Regions from separate parts of the Danio rerio genome. Here region 2 is linked to region 1. A link is a contact called in public Hi-C data. All regions are on one chromosome and are shown on one strand. The core of a region is the stretch at or near the end of the contact, and the rest is flanking DNA. Distances in the headings are between cores, read along the strand shown.

Region 1 (4,060 bases), core at 927-3,426:
GATATCTTTTCTGCTATAGATCCTGCTGTCCTAAAAACAAAAATAAATATCTAAATAAATATCTAAATAAATAAACAAATAAATAAACTTTCATAAAAAAAATCGTTCACATACCATAGAAACGGTATAGCAGAAAACTTTGGCAGTTTTAAAACTTTGACTTTTCCATACCGCGGTATAGCTTGAACGCTAATCGTACCATGCCTAGTGGTACGGTACTGTATACTTTTTTCTTATCAGTTAATTTTGAAAAAGAAAACATTGTATTAATCTTAGTTTTGTTAAATCATATGAGCCTGCTGCAGTTTGCAAATCAAGACCATTTTCTCCCATTTAGATCTAGAAAATAGAGTTTTAAGTAGTGTATTTATATACATGAGTGCTGTAATTCACCACTAATAATGGGCCACCCTGCTGGCAGGGAAATCAATTCATCTCTTTAAAACATGCCTGTCCCTGGGGCAGAGTCAGAGATGTAGGCTAATTGTGAAGCACTACACTTTGAAGAGAAGTGCTCAACAGAACAGAAAAGATTTTTGGTTGATTGCCAAACCAAGCAAACTCTCAAGGAAGAAGTTTTCGTCACAAAGAATGGACACAGTTCAAGTTGGCTGAGATTGATCTGCTGTAAAAGATCGAGAGTGTTTGCATTGTTTGCTTAAAGGGCTGGTTATTTGGATTATTTATCTATCACTCTCATTAAAATATAACCGGCTAAACCTTTGCACACATACTGTATGAGAAGTGAATAATAAATAATTATGGTGGACATACCTTTAACTGTAGAAGATGGACTTGGGGTTTTTAGCACAAATCAATAGGGAATCAGTGTGTTATGGCCAACAATGAAACAGTATGTAAAAGAACAAATATTACACCTTGTTCATTAAGACTGTACTCAGATTTAACACTAAGTTTTTTTTAGAGTTCTGTATAGTAGAAATAAAAACATATTTGCTTTACTGGAGCTTCAGTATAGTGAATTATTTTGATGTTGCTTTCTGATGCAGAATCTCTTCATGTGGATTTTCGAACAGATGGAGGCCACAGGAAAGCTGGAGCTGTGCTACAGCCATTAATAGCCATCTACTAAATGTTCTGCAATAAATGCAGTGTCCCTCAGCACCAACACAACCACCAATATATATTTTATGTCTTTATTTTGTTCAAATCTTTAGCAATTAAGCCTCCACCTGCTTGGCACATCAGTAATATAATTACAACTGTTATAATGCTGCATAGGCGACGCAGTAGGTAGTGTTGTCGCCTCACAGCAAGAAGGGCGCTGGTTCGAGCCTCACCTGAGTCAGTTGGCGTTTCTGTGTGGAGTTTGCATGTTCTCACTGCGTTCGCGTGGGTTTCCTCCGGGTGCTCCGGTTTCACCCACAGTCCAAAGATATGCGAAACAGAATTGGGTAGGCTAAATTGTCCGTAGTGTATATGTGTGAATGAGTGTGTATGGATGTTTCCCAGAGATGGGTTGCAGCTGGAAGGGCATCCGCTGCTTAAAAACATGTGCTGGATAAGTTGGCGGTTCATTCCGCTGTAGCGACCCCTGATTAATAAAGGGACTAAGCTGACAAAAAAATAAATGAATGAATGTATGAATAATGCTGCATATAGAAATCTTGTCACACTAAGAATTTATGAATGGGATTCATATGAAACATGTAAAAAATCCCTTATGAAGATTAACTGTGGGTTTTATCACAGTTGTAAACATGTTTTTGTCAGATTGATTACCATATTTTACCACAAAGATAATGGTTAAACTATTAGTTAGTGTAGCAAAACCATGGTTAATTGTGATTACTTTTTTACTATAATGTTTTTATTGGTCTGTTCGTTGTAAAATTTTCATAAGAGATGACAAGTATCAATGCCATGGTTAATTTGGGGTGAACATTAATGAACTACAATAACAATTGTTTTGTTTGTGGTTATTTTTATTAAGGAAGGAAATAGTTCAAATAATAAAGCCAAATGTAAAAATAATAATGCTTACAAATGAACACATAATGTCCATCAAACAACTACATAAGCACCTAATCTTTCTTGTGAATGAAATGTGTAACAAGTTACAGTACTTTTTTTATGACCATTTCACAAAAGATTCATGGGCTTCTCACTCCCCCTTCTGGTCATCTGAGTGACTAGCAATTTTGTGACGAGATACGAAAACATGAGTTAGAAACAGTTTCAAGTAGCTTGCAGTTTTTGACAGTCGCCTTTTTTGGAGGGGTGGAGGCTTGACTATTACCCACTAATGATTTATAGGAAGTCGTACCTTTGGTCTTAATCGGTGCTTCATTAACCACATCTAGTACCTAATATTTATATGTAGACACATGACAGTCATACGTTTCCAGGGTATACACAGGCTGCGATCGACTGTCACGCGAGTGGTAAGGCTATATGACAAATAATATTTCAAATAAGATGTTTACAAACAAATGTGCTAGCGTGCTGTTTTTTACAATAGGCTTTAGCTCATGTATGCTAATGGCTAATATTCTCACAGGTTATGGAGAAGCCATGCATATTAACCAAGACACTTGGAGCTCCTGGAAGCATCTATAAGTGTTTTGAACCTTGCATCGACAAACACTTCACTATAATCCCATACGAGAGGTTTGTACAGAGGAAAGAGGACTTCGCTGCCAAAATCCAGGCAGTGTTTTCGTGGGGTCCCAATATTAATGTTGACCGAGACCTGTTACAGTCTTTGCCGAACCTCAAAGCTGTCATTAATGGAGGGGTAGGAGTGGACCACCTTGATATTCCTCTCATCAATAGCTTTGGTGTTAAAGTGTCCAACACTCCTCATGTAGTGGATAATGCTACTGCTGATATTGGCATGAGTCTGATGTTGGCATCTGCCAGGAAGATTATTGAGGGTGAGAATTGAGACCAGTTGTTCAGTTGGTCCTGTTTTCATACTTTTAAGTTCATTGTGATTATTTTTTTTTTTTGGTTTCTCTTTAGGGCAACATTTTTCCAAATTTCGGGAGTCTGATGATTTTCCAGAGTCCACTATGGGCACTGATGTTAGCGGGGCCACTCTGGGCATCATCGGCATGGGGAGAATTGGGTACAAAATAGCCAAGAGGGCTCAAGGGTTTGACATGAAGATTCTTTATCACAATAGAAATCGAAGGTGAATATTTTGCACTTTTTTATGTCTCATTTTCTGTTCTTTTGGATAAAAATGATTAGTTATTGCTTAACAATAAGACTTTACTATTTGCTTTACTATATGCAGTGTCCAGTCTGAATTATAGTTGACATGGATCTATGGCTGTGCGATTTAGGAAAAATATCTAATTGTGATTATTTTTTAAATAATTTTTGACAGATAATGCAATTTCAATTTGATTTGCAATTTGATTTTGTAGTCAAGTTTCAGCTTAATGATGTGTATCGTAGCTTTTTACTGCTAAAATGCAGAGTGTTAGTTAAAAGAAAGATAGTGTAGCTTATTATACAAATAAAAAAATTAATTATTTAAATACAGAACACTCAGCAAACATGGCTAAAACAACTCTGAAATTGTACTTTGCTGTTACTAGCTATCAGATTGAGTGTCATGGCAGTACTTCCAATTGACTTTTTAGCTAGACACTACTTATATAGCTGCCTGTGGTATTTTTTGAGGTGCTGTTTTGTTGTATTTCCTTGTGCTGTGGCAACAATTCTTACAAATTAACTGTTTTTGTTCAGTGTCTGTGACTTTCAAACCAAAATGTTCCCATATTCCCACATGCATTTGCTCTGGGCGGGGGAAATTAAATAATACATATATATTTCATATTGCAGCCTTTTGCGATTAGCCAATCTCAACGTTCCATATCGTGATTGCAATTCGATTTCGATTAATCGCACAGCCCTACCAGGAACTATAAAATTGTATGTCATCACTGTATTTATATGGAATTTATACAATTTATGTAGAATTAAAAAAAAAAAAAGTTTTTCTTAATTACACTTTTTAGGCCCTGTCATACACCCGGTGCAATGCGGCGCAAGGCATGACACAATTTCTGTTTGTTAGTTTCAGCTT
Region 2 (4,060 bases), core at 1,162-3,661, 140 kb before region 1:
GTACATTTGTGCACATCTGAGCATGTTCACACAGACATCCCTTGAAAGGCCTCCAGAGGGATATTATTTTGACTTCAACAGGCTTAAATGAGGCACTCCCTAACTGAACAGTTTCAAGAGCAAACATGTACACAGGTAACTCCCTGTCAGAGAGCTAAAAGAAAACCATTATGTGAGATGCATAAAGAGATGTGGGTTAGAACTAAGAACACAAACAACAGCACTGCTGAGCATATAGACTTTTGACTCACACTGTCACTTTAAAAAGCTGCTTCCTGTTTGGCCTCACGAGAAAAACAACGTAAAACAGAACTGTTTTTCATGTGAATCAAGTTCTCCAAAATGAGCAAAAATGAGAAACCTCAGATCCAGTTTGTTCTTTCACTAATAGAAAAATAAGATGTAGCTCATATAGCTTGCTTTACCTGGTTTGCTCCTGCAGGATTAGATGTGGCTCAACAAAGAACTTGACCCGTAGTCTCAGTCTGCAGGGAGACACACAGTCTACTTCTTGACAAATCCGGTTTCTCAGATTCATCCATAAAGACTCTCCCTTTGTGCCGGTGAACTGCAGTCCAAAATAGTCCACCTCTATTATTCCCATTTTCTGGCATATCTGTTCATTAAAAATGATATATAATAAGTATTTTTGGCATGCATAACTTTGTGTGCTTTCATCTGAAAAGTACTGGGACTTGGGCTCTTTGCAGCCCTCCTCCTTTAGGAAGACAATACATATTACATAAGAGGAACATTTGAAGTGCTAATGTGTAATGAGAGAACACCTGCTTTCCAAGTAATCGGCTGATATGTGATGATAAGTAATTAGGCTTAAAGAATTAGTAAATATTGCTGTTACAAATATTTGTTTAAGGTGAGTAAAAAGTCCAAATGTTAAAGAAAATTGTACAAAAATATATAAATGTTTAAAATAAGCAAGATTTTGCTTGATTTATAACCTTGCAAAAATTAGCCACAGTTTTACTAAAGATAATCAATAAAAAATGGTTATTGTAGTAATCACAAATTACCAAGCATTGGTAGCCACAAACTCAACATAGTTTTGCTTCACCATGCACAGTTTACCCACAAAAAAGTAATTATTTACAAATGAAAATCAATGCAGCAAAAGAAAAAGAACATATTTATTACACTTTTAGTTGAATAAAATCATGATGAATATTTTGAAAGGGTGATTTTAATAGTCAACTTTTGTGTTCTATGCTTTAAACTAGAATAACTTTCATTTACTACATTACATTTGCTGTCGTTTATGCTGTTAATGAGGCTTATTCCATATGCAATGAAAAAGAAATTATGAAATACCTTTCTGAAGATAAACGTGTGAGTTCTCGACACTAACCTTATTGAGAATGTCCTCTCCGTTTGCTTTTGGGTCCACTTCCACCTCCAGGACCACCGAGTCCGGTCGAGTTATGTGGCATAACATGTTGAATGCAGCAGTTTGACACTCGTCCCGGGACAGCAGAGAGAAGAACCTGTGGCTCACGAGGCTGACTCGCACCCCATTGGAAAATCAGAGAGAGGAGGTTTATGAAACCCAGCTCTCACTCCGCCTATCCGTTATCCGATGTCCGATTCGCGAATTGTTCTTCTAAACCGACTCCTTATGATCCTGTCGAACTGATTCGCAAATAATTTATTCCATACTTAAATCAAGTTACATTTGTTGCTTACAGACATTGTTATACACACACAAACAAAAAAATTGCAATTAATTTTAAATAGGATATGAAGGATATCACAATAAAACAACATGGGCATTGTACCAAAACAATATCAGTATATACAATAAATTACAAACAAAATAAAATAACAGGGTGTGGTTAAGCTATTTCAACAATGGTTTGCTTGGTTTATTTGTACTAATATTGTGGTTATACAAAAGGTACAAACACACCGAAAACATGGTTAAATTTTATCAAAAACATGGTTTATAACAGATTTGTAGCTGAAATTAGAATAGTTTTGTGATTAAATAATTTTGCATTAGCATCATTTTTCATTTGATTTCATAATTTGACGAATTTCATTGAAATAAACATTCTTTTGGGCACGCTTTTCGATTCGATTCATATGAACCGACTCGCTAAAACGAATCAGAGGATTGCTGAACAAGCCTTCAGTCACTTTCACTCTCAGTTAGGGGGCGTGTGTTTAACCAGTAGAGGAAGGGTAGGCGTTAGAACAACAATCTGACAGTTCAGCATTTGTTAAAATAATTATATATAACGTTAGATCCAAATCCATTTTGATTACTGAGGAGGTAAACAATGACTGAATGAATGAGCTAACTGATCTTGCAAACACTGTCCGACGAAGCAAAGCCCACAACGGGACATTTGGACATTGTCCTCTGACAAAGGATGGCTGAAAGACTGTAGACACCAACAGATTTAACCTAAATGTCATCCTTCAAGCCTGTGCGGAGGGATTAAAGCAGTATAAGGACATGTTTGAGAATTTCAGAGAGAAGCTGCAAACGGTGCAGCAGGACTTCACATCAGGGTATGTAACGTTATTTCCAGCTTTTCATGATCTCCGGGGTCACATTAGACATTGATTAAGCAAAATCAGGTGGCATTTGAAACCTGAATATGTATTACATCATACTGACACAACTTTTGCTTTGGCTTCATCACAACGGTGTTCACTTTTCAGCGAAGAGCCAAGAAGTGAATGCTAGCTAATTAGCCTGCTAATCATCTCACTGATGGCAAAAAGTGTGGTTGTTTGTTCTGTAGATGTCTACAAAAACAAAGTCAGCTAGGTATAAAAAAAGAGAAAATACATACATTTAAATTATACATATTTTTGGGAGAAGGGACACATTCGAAATGTTCAGTTTGCAAAGTTAGCCGAATGCTAACAACTGCGATTTTTTTTAACTAATAACTTTCAGCTGACTGTCATGTGATGGGCGAGACGTTGAGGGCTGTGATGAGAATTTAGCTGTTTTTATTACAGTTTTCAACTCACAATAACGTTAAATATGTTTCCAATTAAAGTCCCCAAAAATATGAAAGTAATCAAATGCAGAACAATAAAATGTTATTTCATATTGTTTGGAATTTCACAGTATTTTACAATCATGTTTCAAAACCTTTCAGAATCAAAACTCTGAGTGACAAGTCAAAGGAGGCTAAAGTAAAGAAGAAACAAAGGTAAGGTACAAGATGAAAAAAGTATCTGTGTATGTGTGTGTGTGTGTGTGTGTGTACAGACAGTACTGAAGTGTCTACTTTGTGTTCCATCTGTTTTCATCTTAACAAGTGTAAGTAATCATGCAAAACTACATTCATTCACTTCTTTTCAGCTTAGTCCTTTTATTAACCTCGGGTCACCACAGCATTATAAACCGCTAACTTATGCAGCATATGTTTTACGTAGCGGATGCCCTTCCAGCTGCAACCCATCACCGAGAAACACCCCATTCACACTCATTCACACACATACACTATGGACAACTTAGCTATGCAATTGAATTCACCCATGCCACCCATGCAAAACTGTACCATATTTAAATGAGAAAATTCTGGCTGACAAATGGGCAAACTTTATAGTTGCAAAGTATAAAGATTTAAAATGATAATTAGTTAGTATTTGGGGCAGCATTGTGATGCTTAAAATAAATTTTTATTATGTTTCCATTTTTTTTTAAACATGTCTGACCATATAATGGCATTTATCTAAGCATTTATCATGGCATTTATCTAAGCATTTAAATTGATTTTAATGATTTCATGATTTGAATTGATTTTTATGATCTCAAACATTTTTCAGAAGAGATGAGTACCTTCCCCAATATTCTGCTGGAGTAGAATTACTCAGTCGGTAAGTCACTTTACTTTTTTATTAGTGAAATGTCAGTGGTGTCACGCTGTCATTAAACTAGTTACAGAAATATTTTAAGAAATTATATCAATGAGTGTAATCATGACATGCTTTTTTTTTCACCAGATATGAAGACACGTGGGTGGCTCTTCATAAACGGGCTAAAGAGAGTGCTAAGTCTGGTGAAGTAAGTTTACATCTGAAT

Evidence for each region. A called contact is a pair of places that touch in the nucleus more often than the background predicts.
Region 2: a contact with region 1 is called in a Hi-C map of hematopoietic stem cells, with 3 times the contacts expected there. The contact joins the promoter of dtnbp1a here to the promoter of zgc:136493 in region 1. A contact is called at or near these places in 4 of 18 Hi-C or Micro-C datasets (caudal fin, embryo, hematopoietic stem cells and 1 more) and 2 of 4 datasets of contacts at active chromatin or transcription factors (caudal fin and gastrula embryo).

What each region holds. Positions count from the first base shown.
Region 1 is chr16:26,693,874-26,697,933 of GRCz12tu, reverse strand. It overlaps zgc:136493, which reads left to right and starts at 2,176. Exons shown (of 6, transcript NM_001045249.2): 1 at 2,176-2,405; 2 at 2,522-2,897; 3 at 2,986-3,157. The coding sequence starts at 2,525.
Region 2 is chr16:26,829,185-26,833,244 of GRCz12tu, reverse strand. It overlaps dtnbp1a (dystrobrevin binding protein 1a), which reads left to right and starts at 2,411. Exons shown (of 10, transcript NM_201134.1): 1 at 2,411-2,529; 2 at 3,132-3,185; 3 at 3,805-3,855; 4 at 3,982-4,042. The coding sequence starts at 2,474. It overlaps mylipb (myosin regulatory light chain interacting protein b), which reads right to left and starts at 1,467. Exons shown (of 7, transcript NM_001080022.2): 1 at 1,364-1,467; 2 at 426-616. The coding sequence starts at 1,450.